Linked DNA regions of Sus scrofa: regions 1 and 3 are each linked to region 2. A link is a contact called in public HiChIP or PLAC-seq data. All regions are on one chromosome and are shown on one strand. Each heading gives the region's core, a stretch centred on a gene start, on an enhancer-like site or on the middle of the called end of the contact. The rest is flanking DNA. Distances are from core to core; before and after follow the strand shown. Region 1 overlaps LOC110256752 (a long non-coding RNA gene). Region 2 has its middle 93 kb from the start of IRF2BP2. Region 3 has its middle 160 kb from the start of TOMM20.

Region 1 (4,705 bases), core at 1,169-3,668, 150 kb before region 2:
ACTGTAGAGGGAGACGGGTAGGTAGGGTTGGGAGTTGGCAAATGAGAAGCTATGCAAGAGTGGGAAGCTGCTACTGCTGGAAAAGTGCAGAGACATTCTGAAAGGCTTGAAGAGGCAAGAGGATGCTGTGTGTCTTTGTCAGAGGCCCTGGCGGGGCTTCAGCTGGTAGCCCTTGCAGTGATTCTTCAGGCACAAATCCCCAGTTCCAACCCCGCCCCATCCCCACCCTGCCCATTGTTGTAATTTCTCTTCCTTGCTTCCCCTCCCTCTCTTCTTCCCTCCCTCCCTCCCGCCCTTCCTTCCTTCCTTCCTTCCTTCCTTCCTCTCCCTCCTTCCTTTCCTCCTGTCCTTTCCCAGGCTTGAGTTGCCTGGGAATCCAGGGCGAGGGAAGCATGGTGCCTCTCTCTCTATTCCAGGCCATTCCTGCCACCAGTTTCCCTCCGCCCGACCTCCATTGCCTGGGTGCTCAATCCTCCGAAACTCTATGCCGTCCCCTTTTTAGTCCTGCCTCCCAACGTTCTGAAAAGATGAAGAAGGCATCCTTGTCACCTCGAGGTTGGTGACCCCGGTAGATCAAATGGCAAGCATGAGTGTCAGGGGTGATTTGAGAAGAAAGATGGAAGTTTGCAAAATGAGATTTTATAGATGGAATCTCACCATAAGAAATTTGAGAGTTCATAACTATTCTGAAAATAGTTGTTATCTGCATTAAGACAACTGTATAAATAAAGGAATCAGTGATGCAGCCGGTTGGAGAGTTGTTTTAAGAAACCTGTCACTAAAAATGCAGTATAATCCAACGGTGCCTCGCCTGCCGTTTTGCCAAGGCAAACTCAGCTGGGAGGCTGCGGGGTTTCTCCACTGCGTGGAGTCATTAGGGGGATAAACCATCAGCCTGGTCTAATTAGCATTGAAACACTTCGCAAATATTTGACTTAAGGGGTTGCAAATAGTAAAATAATGTGGAGCTGATGTCTGCAATACCTTTCGAACTCGCCTCCTAACTATAGTCACATGTGTTTTACACATCAGAGGTGTTCCTGAAAAGTCAGGTGTGAATCCATATGCGACACGGAATTATGTTTCAGACATTCTAGGGATACTTCTTTTCTTTTCTTTTTTTTTTTTTAGCTTTTTGGCTTTTTGGCTTTTAGGACTGTGGCATATGGAGGTTCCCAGGCTAGGGGTCTGATCGGAGCTGCAGCTGCTGGCCTTCACCACAGCCAGAGCGACGTGGGATCCGAGCCGTGTCTGCAACCTACACTACAGCTCACGGCAGCGCCAGATCCTTAACCCATTGAGCAAGGCCAAGGATCGAATCCACATCCTCATGGATGCTAGTCGGGTTTGTTAACCGCTGAGCCATGATGGGAACACCAAGGGATACTTCTGACTTGGAGGAACTAGGTATCAGTGAAGAAGCTACAGAGAAAGCTTAATGCCCAAGACAGCTCATTCTGATGCCCCCTCCACCTCCAGCCTAGGCTGAGCCTTTGAGGACACTGTCAGCCTCAGCAGCGTCTCTGTTTCGTTGCTGGGTCTGAGAAGGAAAGGGCTAGTCCTAGAGAAGGGTCAACGGCAGGCTGTTGTGTTCCCCAGCAGCAAAACAGAGGAGGCTGGAGGAAACCACCCAAGCGCCAAGCTCTGCAGAGGGCAAGTGAAGTCGGAGTCTAAAAACAAAAAGTGGCGGAGCCCATCTCCTTGGAGCTGTTTATATTACATAACTCAAATAAACACAGCAGTGCAGGAATGGTTCCCTTGGCGGGGGCCGGTACCGCAGGGCCCAGAGGCGAACAAAAGGCATCTCCCCAGCCCCTGGTCAGAAATGGCTTCTTTAAAACAACAACAGCAACAGCAGCAGTAATAGTAACAATACTCAAGGACACACCAGGCCAATTCAGGAGGCTATCCTGAATAAATTAAGTAGAGGAATCATTCTAATTAGGACTCAAGAGGTGACTTTTTTTCCTTTTGGCTTCGGAGATAAATCCTCATCAGCAAAGTTGATGCCAGAATGGCTATTTTCCTTTGCAAAGGAGGGAAGTGAGGCCCTTGGCCCTGCTGTGAAATCCAGCAGGAGCACAGAGGCCGCTTTCTCAGGCACTGGACAGGCGTCTGACTTTCCGACTTCAATCCCCTTGTCAGCCTGGGGCACTGCTGGGGGCGGGCGGTGGGGGTCCCCAGCCTTCTGGGAAACATCAGGCTATTCCATGGAATCTGCAAGAAGAATACAAAAAAATCCAAGTTACCAACTGGGTAAAGGGACACAGGTCCACAGGTCCCGCGTTTGAACGAAATCAGAGAGTCTGGAAATTGAGAGCAGGCCAGAACCGACTGCAAGCTTTTCCGTCAGTAGCCTGCAGTCTCCCGGGACAGCAACCCCTATCATATGCCAGGGGACAAGAATAGAAAGAAAAATTGAGAACACAGCCCTGAGCACGGGCTGGTGGTATTGGTTGCCAACAGTTGCCCCATTAGTAGGCTATGGGGACATGCGAGGGAACATTTTCTGTACGAGGCTTGTGTTTAAAAATACATCTTGCTTCAAAGCTGGCTCGGGAGTGGCTGGAGAGTGAGAGTTTGCTTTTTTTGTGCTCAGTAGGTGAGCATCTTTCGGTGACTTACTGCACAGCACCCACATGCTAGGTGACAGTGACCGAGACCTCAGCCTCGCTCCCAGCAAGCTAACATCTTAGACAATTCCTGGGTGAAAGCCGCACTCCAGAAACATCCTCGGCATTGGCTTGCTGGAGGCACATGGGGCTGGGGGCAGGAGTGGAGGTTAGCTGAGGGGAACACCTCCCCACCGAGGCCTCTGACCCTTCTTATTCCATGGATGTGTCCTTGGGGGTATTTCCCTCTCCTTGTCCTTATTCTCAAAAGGAGGACACCAGCCTCTACCCACCTCCTAAGGGTGTCTGGGAGGAAGCGCTAGCAGCAATGACTTAAAAACTTTTGGCGGGTAAAGGAGTTCCCGTCGTGGCTCAGTGGTTAACGAATCCGACTAGGAACCGTGAGGTTGTGGGTTCGATCCCTGGCCTTGCTCAGTGGGTTAGGGATCCGGCATTGTCCTGAGCTGTGGTGTAGGTCACAGATGCGGCTCGGATTCCCTCGGTGGCTACAGCTCCGATTAGACCCCTAGCCTGGGAACCTTCATAAGCGGCGGGAGTGGCCCTAGAAATGGCAAAAAGACAAAACAAAAAACAAAAAACAAAAGACACCTTTGGCGGATATGAAGTTCATGATCAAGTGCTGGATGATGGCTTCCCTCACCTACCCTCCCTCATGTGTTACCTAAGCACGCATCCCCTTAAATGCTTTGCTGACAGACTGCCCTGTGGGGTGTGAAGCTGGTCTGCCAAGAAGACATCTCTGGTTCCTCCAGAGAGGTTTGCCTTTGCAGGAACCGCTGAAATCCTTCCATGTCCAAACGCATATTCTGGATAGAAAACAACAGGTGATGCACTGCAGAGGCCAAGAGGCTGTTAGGACCCGCCCATGGGTGCCTGGGTTGGGTCCCCCTTTCCCGGGGGGGTGGGGCGGGGAGATGAGAGGGGACAAATCCACATGGCAGGGTCAAGTTCAGGTCTGCCTTGAAGAAACCCTGGGGACCTCCTTCTTGAAAAACAAGTGGGACAGTGTGACAGCTGCGTAAGGAAGCCAGAGAAAAGGGTCCCCGGGGAAACCTCCCCAGGGAATGCTCTGCTTGCGGGAGGCAGTCAGGAGTGACACAGAAGACAGACAGCAGGAGGGGGGACAGCCAGGCCCCACAAGCTCTCCAAGGAATCCAGAATTAGGAGCGCCCCCCAGATGTGGAGTCTGATGGTGCCAGGGCGACAGCAGCGCTAACAGTGATGATGGTAGATATTCTTGGGGCCTGTTTGCAACAGACTGTCCTGAAGCCACGGCCCTGGAGGGGCCCTTTCTGGAAAACATCTCCCACTCTGGACTCCTCACAGCTCCTGTGGTCGTTTCCTTTGGGGGGTTTTTATCAACAAAACACACCCCAGGTTTTACGGTTGCCAGATATTGATGGCTACTTTCAACTCCGGTCAGTGGTTCCTTAGGGCACACGGGCAGTGGGACATCAGGACAGGAAGATGGGGACCAAGTGTCTATTGGGAGACACGATGCCCTGGAGGTGAAGGCAGACTGCATGACTGTCCCCATCTGTGGGCAGAGGCCCCCTCTGAAGCAGGCCAGTGGACCCTCCTACGGAAGCAACTGCCGCTGGACTTGTAGCCCAAAGGCCTGGATCTGACTGACTCCCAGGATCGACCGTGTCCAAGGCGAGACCTGGGCACATTATTAGTGAACCTTTCTGAGATTCAGTGGCCCCACCTGTGAGCTGGAGCGGAGGCAACCTCCCTGTCAGGGCAGCTAGGGAGTTCCAAGGAAGCACCTGACTCCCGGACCCGAGGAAGGCTGGCTGGATCAGCAACATCTGTACAGGGTGTGCCCTCCCTAGTCACCTAGCAGGTGGGGTGTCTTCTGGTCCCCTTCCCTGGGGGGAAGGGGCGCAGAACCCAGAAGTCAGCCTGCCACCTCGCCAGTGGTCCCTTCCATTGCCACCCCTGTAGCTCCTGGTTACAGAGGGGGGAGTCTCCCTCTTTCAGGCCCCTAGGGTACCACCTGGAGAACTACAGGCCCAGAAAGAGTAGAAAAAGACGGAAGCTCAGTGTTATATTCTTTCTAGATGAATCTC
Region 2 (4,795 bases), core at 541-3,040:
GCATGTGTCAAGAGAGAAAGTGGTTGAGTTGAAACTCAAGGGGCCCAACGAAAGTATTTGGAAAGCAGTGTCCCCTTTCACAAACCTGCCAGGGACTGGAGGGCCCTGTCTGTGATGCCACCAGACCCCAGCTCAGTGCCCACCTCCCCAAGTCAGTCCAGAGCACCATCACTCCATTTGGGCAGGAAAAGAATGATTTTGTGAAATCCCGGAGCCCCATCTGTATGATGACACTCGTCCAGTGGGAGGATGGCCTTTCCTGACATAAATGGGATCACTCCAAATCTAGAGAGTCTGTATCCCCAGGGCTTCTCTGCTGAAGAACGTGCAAGGGGCTGAAAAGTGTCAAAGCTACCTCTTTGCCTTAAAGCTGCAAAAGAAGCAAACCCCAAGACATCCTAGTTGAACTTGAACTTAAATTCACCTAGTAGAAGGTGAATTTCTATTTTAGGTAGTCCTTGAGAAGTCACCAGAAATCCAGAAAAGAATTTGCTCTGAGATGCCTCTTAAAAGATTTCATTCAAAGTGGACCAAAAAAAAGGAAAAAAGGTGGCAAATACTCAAAAGAGGGCCACTGACCGACCCAAGGAGAACAGAGGCGTCTAGCCACAGTCCATGTCCCAGTAGGTCTCTCTATGTCCATTAAACAATCAGAGGAGGGGAGCCTCCTCAGAAGCCCTCAAGCATCCCTGCCCCCTCCAGGTGGAGGCACCTCCTGCAGCCCTTGGACGCTGACGAGTGTCTGCTGGTGGAAAGCTGTCCGCACCCAGCACGGCCATAAATGAGTCCATTTCCATCGCCATGAGATCAATACTACTCATTTTTCTCTTGCTGGCTCCCGAGTGATTCATGAATCTGAAAACTAGTTCATGAATCAGAGTGAGGTGGGGGGGCGGGGGCCCATTTGTGCAGTCGGAGAACCTCCATTCCTTTCATGAACCCAGCCGTTAGTTGCATAATGCTTGCCTGCCTGCTGGTTGAAACCAGCCTTGGGGGAGGGGCGGGGGAGACGCTCTTGGCTTCTACTTACTCACCTGGTCTCCTGCTTGCAAGGAAAAGAGTGACCCTGGGTGCTGATTGCGTGTCCGTCTGTCTCAGTGGGTATCTCTGTACCCTTTGTTTGCGTGGCTGTGGGTGTGTGTGCAGGTGCTCGCACGTGTGCAATGGTCTTTGTGCACACATTTTGTGTGTGTGTGTGTGTGTGTGTGTGTGTGTGTGAACGAGCAACATATGACCGGCCTCGGGCCCTTTAAACCTGAATGGGAGCCAAATTCATTTCTCAGCGGAGCTTCATAAGGAAGCACAAGACGAGGCAGTTGGAAACCACAGCCCTGCGAGTGCTGATTACAGCCTGCTAAGGAAAATGAGATTTTTATCTCACAGGAATTCAGTTATAAAAATAAAATACAACGTCTGGCTTGATTCAGCGAAATGTACGAGCACCAGGGCATTTTTAATTTTGCAGGGATGCCGGACAAGGGGAATGACCTAAAACATTGCGTTTAAAGCGAGGCAGAGGCGCGGGGAGCGGCCACAGGAAGGAAGTGGGAGTGGAGGTGTGTGTGAGAGAGAGATGGAGGGAGCGAGGGAGGGCGGGAGGTGGAGAGAGAGGGAGAAAAACCACCCTGCTGGCAAATGAATGCAGCGGGGATGATGTCATTGGAACAGTTGGAGGAGAGGGAGAAAAACAACTCGGCGCTGGGCTAATCCTGTTTGCTGCCCTGAAGGGAATGGATGGCGGCCAAGGCAGGGGGTTCTGGGAAACCATATAAGGGTGCCAAGCAGGCTTTGCCGTCAACATTAGGAACTGACAGCTTTGTTCTTTGTAACTTGGCTGCCCGCCAGAGGCCTCATTTCAGCTCTGCGGCATGATTACCCTGGACGGCCGCCAGCCCCGCGCTGAGAGCTCCTTTTCTTCTCTCCCAGCTTTTTTTTTTTTTTTTTTTTTTTTCTTTCCTCTTTCCCTTTGCCAAACATGCAGCAGTTACCATGGCAGTCGAAAGTAAAGTTTCAAAAAAAAAAAAAAAGCCACACACAACAAAGTCGAGAGGCATGCCTGGGCCCAGAGGTGCCACGGGAGCAGAGGAGCAGATAGAAAAGGCAGGTCACCTATTCATCAGTCCTCCGACGGAAGGAGCAAACACGGAGCGCTGGCTGTCAAGCTCCGGGAGGTGACTCCAGGATAAACAGAGAGGGCCTGGCCCGGCTGTTGACAGAGAGGGGCTGGCTCCCAGGCCTTGTTTTCCTTCTCTTTCTCTCTCTCTTTTCCTGAGGCATTGTGGAGTGCGTAATGTGAAACGGAAAATGTCATGATTTCCACTGGGAATGCATCCACAGTTCTGAGAAAGCTCCAGAAAGCCTGGCCCGCCAAACACTAAAGGGAGCAGGAAGGCAGGGAGAGGGTGTGGACCGTCCCAGCGGCCCCCGGTCACCGAGGTGAACCCAGGGAGCAAAAGCTGCTCAGTGGCCACAGCCCAAGGGCCCTGTGGGCGGCTGGGACACAGACAAGCGGTGACTCCTGGCTGGACTGTGCTGGGGTGCCACACCAGAGCGTACTGGCAGGGGGAGGTGGTGGTGGTGATGGTTCAGTGCAGCGGGAACCAGGCCCACCCAGTCCCAGAGGGAACCTGAGGCCAGGGACGGAGGAGCGCCAGTGGTTTTGCTTTATAAGGGGGACTCTGTGAAGAGTCCAGCCAGCTATTTTTAACAGGGTTCCTGTCTCACCTGCTTGGAAAGTGGAACATCTCCTGGGAGGTGACACATGGTGACCACAGGCAAGTCTCCAGACCGAGAGCTGGCAGGTGACGTAGAAGCGGGGTCTGGGTTGCTGGCTCCCCTCACTGTATAAATTGACACTCCTAGCCCTGGGTGCAGCAGGATGCTGGGAAGGGCCTCTTCTCGTTCTAGAAGTTTCTGCAGCAGGGGCGAACCGGGCCGTTTTGTTGGAGGAAGGCCAGGCTCTGGCAGGGACTGCTCTCCCAGGCCCGCAGCGGCCTCACTGTGAAACGTTTCCTTCTGATGGACCACGCGGGCCCTCTGAGAGGGGTCATGGCCCCTCAGGAGTGTGCGTGCTCACTGCCCCGTCCTGGGCTGGAAGTGGTGGTGTCAGGGAGGAAAGAGCCAAGGGTGCATCAGGGGAGAAGTCAGCAGGAGGACCGCAGCAGCCCCCCTCTCCCTTTATTTTTCAGGGCTGCACATGCAGCATATGGAAGTTCCCAGGCTAGGGGTCGAATCGGAGCTCCATCCGCCGACCCACAGCACCATGCAGCAATGCCAGATCCGAGCTGCATCTGCAACCTACATCGCCCCTCACGGCAACACCAGAGATTCTCCACCTGCTGAACAAGGCCGGGGATCAAACTTGTGCCCTCATGGATACTAGTCAGATTCTTAATCTGCTGAGCCACAAGGGCAACTCCTGTCCCCTAGCCTTAACTGGTGACTCAGAATCAGGAGAGTGGCCCTGATGGGGGCCAGGGTGCCATGGATTTTGCAGTTGCCACCCCATGCAGGACCTGGCTGGGCCACGTCCCTGTGTTCTGAGCTGACTTGAAGGAAAATGCTCCCTGGCGAGTTTCTAGAAACAGCACTGAGTCAGACGGCTCCCTGTCCATTTTGGCATAAGAGAGACTGAGGTCACAGTAATGGTGTGTCTGAGCCTATGAAACCTCACAGCCTTCTGACCCTGGGCGCTCATCTTCCTTCCTGGAGGGGCAGCCTGCAAAGCCACTTCTGGCCAGGATGTCTGAAGCTGCCATGGCACTTTGGATAAGGGTGGAAATCTGACTCTCTGGGCCTTTGTTTTCAGAGATCCAGCCTTGTCTTCCGCAGTCCTGAAGTGGAGAAGGGCGAGTGGTGGGGGGAACAGTCTCTTCCCTCCTGGGGTGGGGGAACCAGAGGGCTCCTGGACATCCCTCCAGCATTGCGGGTTGGCGGGTAACCATGAAATGGAGGATTTGCCCTCCCAGGGCCTCCTCTTGCCTCTGGATCCATGAATTTGACATTGCATGTATGAAACAGCAGAAAAACCATTACCTTCACTTATAGATTAATGTAGCTTGCCTATTGGGTTTGTCAGGCAGACAGAAAAGGAGGATCCTAGGGGATTTTTCTTTCCTGAGAAACCAAGAGAAAGCAAAAACAGCGCTGCATGTGTGCACTTGTGCGTGTGTGTTGGGGAGAGGAGGGGGATGGAGAAATGGTAAATGCCTTTTTAGCAGCCACAGAGACCCAAAGCAAGAACAGTATTTGCAAACAGGTTACCTGCTCAGGTTCTCCTGTGATCTTTCATTTCTGGTGCTAGTTTTTCCCCCTCATTAAAGAAACCCAATTTAATTTCTTGCTTCACTTGCATGGTAAAAATAATTACCTACAGACACGAAGCCTGCACTAAAAATCAATGTACAGAGAGAGTCCACCTTCGCCTTGGGTCATCACAAGACTTCACAGCCATAAATAGAAAGCATTTGAAATATTTCTCTTGGTAGACAGATGAGTGAAACTTGTCACCAGCCTTCTAGCTCTTGGAGAGAAGCCTTTGTGTGTTAAGGCAAGTCAGGGATCAGAAAGTCCCATCAGGCTGACATAGAGTCCAGGGCCTGTGTGCTCACCAAGAGAAGGGTGCTAGGATGATGACCAGGATAAAACACTCGAATGTGAGGTGCCAGCTCCAAGGTGCTGCTGCTGCTTTAATGGGCGCAGGATTCCTTACCTGGAGCCTAAGCCTGAAGTAGGGACATAAATGGACACTGGTGAGGCCCTGGGGGCCCCAGCGCCCTTCACCCCCACTGACACA
Region 3 (4,375 bases), core at 212-2,711, 180 kb after region 2:
TCTTTTTTCTTTCTTTCTTTCTTTCTTTTTTCTTTCTTTCTTTCCTTTCTTTCTTTTTTCTTTCTTTCTTCCTTCTTTCTTTCTTTCTTTCTTTCTTCCTTTTTTCTTTCTTTTTTCCTTCCTTCTTTCTTTCCTTCTCTCTCTCTCTCTTTCTTTCTTTCTTTTTCTTTCTTCTTTCTTTCCTTTTTTGTCTTTTTAGGGCCACGCTCACAGCATACAGAGGCTCCCAGGCTAAGGGTTGAATGGGAGCTGCAGCTGCCCTCCTACACCACAGCCATGGCAACTCTGGATCTGAACCTCATCTGCAACCTATACCACAGTTCACAGCAAAGCCAGATCCTTAACCCACTGAGCGAGGCCAGGGATCAAACCCAAGTCTTCATGGATAGTAGTTGGGTTCATTACCACTGAGCCACAACAGGAACTCCTTAGTCAGCTCTTAAACAGGGTTTTTTGTTTTGTATGTTTTTCCCCCCCGTGAGTATGTGTGTGTGTGTGGCTTTTTAAAACTGTGGTTTAAAAAAAAAAAAAAAGTTGATCTGTAAGTCACAGTGTCAGAACGGTCAGGGTGAGAGTAGGCACTAACAGGAAAGCAGGAAGCACAGTCTAAGTTGACGGGGTTAGGGAGGACTTCAGAATTTCCATTCAACACCCCAGCAGCAGTAGCACACAGACAGGACAGCCCAGACAGAGCCAAATGTCATTTTCTCTATCCTAACTTATTGATTTCTGGGGTACTTCGGAAGAACTCAGGGGAGGGTGTGGGGTGTCCACGGCTGATGATTTTCATTGTTCTCACAATTATCGTGTGTTGGGGGGGTGGAGGAGAAGGCTGCTGAGGGGAACCAGAGAGCACATGAAAACGATGGCTGGATGCAGAGAAACCCCAGCACCCAGAGCAAACCCGCCTGCACCCGTTCCTCCCACGGCGGTGTTTTCAAAAGTAGCCTCTTCATTTACTTGGAAGAGACTTCATACCAAAAATATAAAAAGACACCATCCCATCCGCCATCAGCCCAGTCATCTTGACTCATCAGCCCAGAAACACAGCTGTGGCCAGGGGGCTGCACCCCCAAAATCACCGTCCCAGAGCCTGTGACAAGTCTGTGATGACAGAAGTGTAAATCACCGGAGCTGCGTGGAACCTCTCCACGCAGATGTGCAGCCCCGCTAGATGTCAGGGCACGTGGGGGACATGCGGAGTTCAAGGTCCCTCCACAACCCTGAGAGAGAGACTTGGCCCCCCCGGGGATGTAAAGGAAGCCGCTGCTTCTTCAGAGTTCTATTTTCCATTCTGCTACTTCAAAAGGGCTTTGGGTGTTCATTGTGCTAGTTGTTGGTTTTTTTTGTTGTTTTTTTTTTTTTTTCTTTTTTTTTCAGGAACACTCATTACAAAACTGAAACCAACATCACAGAACAATGAGAAATCACCACCCCCTTCCACAAGGTCAGAGTTGTGCACACACTTCAAATCTGAAAAATGTTTTGTGTGCGTGTGAAGTGACCTACGGTGGGCTTTCCCCAGCTGCCCCTCCCCAGGGGCCTTCCTTGCCAGTCTTGCCCTGGGGCAGGGTGCCCCCTGGACACCCCCCACTCATGGCCCTGACTGCTCAGCTGTCCTCCAAGGGCCTGACACCCGCTGTCTACTGGGTGTCATCACCCAAGGTCCCCCCACCTCCAACAGCTCCCCTCTGCGCCCCCCCAATTCCAGCCCCAGTCTGACCAGCCTCCAGCCCCAGACTCCTGCTGGGTCTCCCCCAGAGAACCTCCTCCATCAGATGCCCTCCCTCTCATGCCCACTGTCACCTGCCTGCCAGGCCCGTGTTGAAGTGGGATCATCCCAGAATGGCACCCCCCTTTCGAAGCTGCCCTCTGCCAGCACCCAACACCCAGCGACCTCGGCTCAAGCTGGCCTTCAGGGACTCCCCACCTGGCCCCAACCACTAAGATTCTCCAACCCAAAGTCGGGGACGTCCTCATACACTCCTTGGGTAGCTCTTCCCTCACCCCTTCATCTGTGTCTTAACCCCGCCTGGACCTTCCTCTCCCTCTAATCTGCTCACCCAGCTGCTCTTCAAAACCCAGTTCAAGTGCACCCCTCCCCCGTAACCGTCCCCCACACCCCGGCCACAATCTCTCCCCTCCCCAAAGCCCCACGTCCCTCACTGCCTGTGCCTCTTCTCCCTTTACAGGGCGACAAAGGGTCAGGATTCTAAGGCATTGAGGTGACTCTTTCCTGTCCTCCCTCAAGGCCCCTCTCCAGCTCATTTTCAAATACAGAAAAAGTTTCCCCTTCCTCAAAACACTACCGTTCAGATATTTGTCACAGGAGACCCAACACGTCTGCGAATCTGCGATGCGTGGGGGCCCCTAGGACTGTGGTGCCAACCTTCCCCGCCCACAAGTGGTGGCCTGCCTGCCCCTCCCCCAGCCCCAAGGGGCAGGGTGGCTTTCCCTAGGGTGTGTTGAACTCCAAGTTCAAGTTCTTGTTTCCTCAGATCTCAAGGAAACTTGCGAACAGGGAACTAAATCTTCAGCAGGCCCTGCATGTTGGTGCAGGGTCTGGGCAGCGGGGGACACTGGCCGGTGGGGCTATGGCCCATGTGCCCTCACAGTCTGACCCACCAGCTCTGCCCCACAGCCCACAGGTGGGACTGCAGCCATCCTGGCCTGGCTGGTGCCCACCCAGCACCTACCTAGCTCATCCATGCTGCAGAGGCCAACCAGGGCCATCCTGGCTCACACCCTCCACATCACAGGTTCGATGCCCCCAGAGGGCATCAGCCCCCAACACACATACACCACCTTCCTTTGCCTGACCAGGTTCTGCTGACAAGGCTTCTTCCCAGGCTGGGAGATGCCAGTGTCGCCGGCCCTCACAGTGAAGATGTTTACGACAGCAGGCACTGGGGCGCTGGGCTCCCAACCAGGCTGGGTCACCTGCCCCTATTTGGGATGACTTTCACATCATCCGGGGACCAGTCTGTGGCATGATGACTCTGCCATATTTTGGCTTCTCTGGGGGCTTCACCACTGGGAGTTGAGTGGGGTTGGGTTTCCATTCCCTGGAGGTCTACTTGGCATCCCCAGTGCAGGTCCCTGACGGTAAGGAGATTTGGCCTGGGGTGGGATGGGGGGTCTGGCCTGGCTCAGCAGCTGAGCTGGGCATTTTACCCCACTGTCTGGCCAACCAAGCCTCCAGGAGGCAAGCCCCCAAGCTTTGGAAATGTAGGATCTGCTCTTGGGACCAACATGACTACAGAAAAGCTCTTCTTAGCCCCTCAGCCGGGCTTTCACTGCCCGTTCCTACTGATGGTAGTAGATAAGATATTCCCCCACACAGATACTGGGGCCTTCCCACCAGCACGGCGGCCTTTTCATGCTTGCTGACAGCTGACTACCATTCCGACAAACCAGAAAGAAACATGATGAGATGAGAAGAAAAGGAGAGTGAAAAGGTTGTGGGAGTTCCCGTCATGAATCAGCAGAAACGAACCTGACTAGTGTCCATGAGGACGCAGGTTTGATCCCTGGCCTCGCTCTGTGGGTTAAAGATCCAGCATTGCCATGAGCTGTGGCGTAGGTCACAGACAAGGCTCAGATCCCAAGTTGCTGTGGCTGTGGTGTAGCCGGGCAGCTACAGCTCCCATTTGACCCCTAGCCTGGGAAGCTCCATATGCCTTGGCTGTGACCCTACAAAGACAAAAAAAAAAAAAAAAAAAAAGAAAAGAAAAAGAAAGAGGAGAGTGGTAGGGTTGTAATAGTTCTTTCTAGAAATCTGTATGCCATTGGAAGGTGGAAGCTCCCCATCTGCCTCTGCAGAGCTGACTTCTAGTCACAGTGCTCTTTCATGGGCTTCGGTCCCCATAGCATAAATACTCAGCATATTCTCAATTGATATTTCATCCTTATGCTGCCTAGGTTTTTTTTTTTTTTAATTTTTTTTATTTTTTTGCTTTTCAGGGCCACACCTATGGCATATGGAAATTCCCAGGCTAGAGATTTTTTTTTTTTTTTTTTTTGGCTTCTTAGGGCTGCCCCCATGGCATATGGAGGCTCCCAGGCTAGGGATCAAATCAGAGCTGCAGTTGCCAGCCTACACCACAGCCACAGCAACGCCAGGTCCGAGCCACATCTGAAAACTACACCACTGCTCGAAGTGTCAGATCCCTAACACACTGAGTGAGGCCAGGGATCAAATACACATCCTCATGGATACTAGTGGGGTTCATTATTGCTGAGCCACAATGAGAACTCCTTCATTCTGCCTAATATTTATTGTCCAAGATATAGAAAGAGGCTAACACTAATCTTCACTGTATGGTTTGTTGTGTTTTTTCTTTCCGTTTCATTCTCCATCATAGTTGACCTCTCC

The links. HiChIP or PLAC-seq counts read pairs in DNA pulled down with a chosen protein or histone mark.
Region 1: a contact with region 2 is called in an H3K27ac HiChIP or PLAC-seq map of skeletal muscle. The contact joins two enhancer-like sites. A contact is called at or near these places in 6 of 47 Hi-C or Micro-C datasets (heart right ventricle, liver, mesenteric adipose tissue and 2 more) and 1 of 2 datasets of contacts at active chromatin or transcription factors (skeletal muscle).
Region 3: an H3K27ac HiChIP or PLAC-seq map of alveolar macrophages shows a contact between it and region 2. The contact joins two enhancer-like sites. A contact is called at or near these places in 1 of 47 Hi-C or Micro-C datasets (embryonic fibroblasts) and 2 of 2 datasets of contacts at active chromatin or transcription factors (alveolar macrophages and skeletal muscle).

Annotation. Positions count from the first base shown.
Region 1 is chr14:56,605,189-56,609,893 of Sscrofa11.1, reverse strand. LOC110256752 (a long non-coding RNA gene) reads right to left here. Exons shown (of 2, transcript XR_002338680.1): 2 at 1,892-2,217. It overlaps LOC106506002 (a long non-coding RNA gene), which reads left to right. Exons shown (of 3, transcript XR_002338684.1): 3 at 417-1,161. Among named protein-coding and RNA genes, the nearest start is that of IRF2BP2, 62 kb to the right of the region's middle. Within about 2 kb of position 2,418, at least 28 of the 83 cell types and tissues checked have an H3K27ac peak or open chromatin away from gene starts, as enhancers often do. A contact at or near this core is called in liver, mesenteric adipose tissue, retroperitoneal adipose tissue and 2 more, where this site is marked.
Region 2 is chr14:56,449,911-56,454,705 of Sscrofa11.1, reverse strand. No RefSeq gene overlaps it. Among named protein-coding and RNA genes, the nearest start is that of IRF2BP2, 93 kb to the left of the region's middle. Within about 2 kb of position 1,790, at least 76 of the 83 cell types and tissues checked have an H3K27ac peak or open chromatin away from gene starts, as enhancers often do. A contact at or near this core is called in alveolar macrophages, liver, mesenteric adipose tissue and 3 more, where this site is marked.
Region 3 is chr14:56,271,762-56,276,136 of Sscrofa11.1, reverse strand. No RefSeq gene overlaps it. Among named protein-coding and RNA genes, the nearest start is that of TOMM20, 160 kb to the right of the region's middle. Within about 2 kb of position 1,461, at least 29 of the 83 cell types and tissues checked have an H3K27ac peak or open chromatin away from gene starts, as enhancers often do. A contact at or near this core is called in alveolar macrophages, where this site is marked.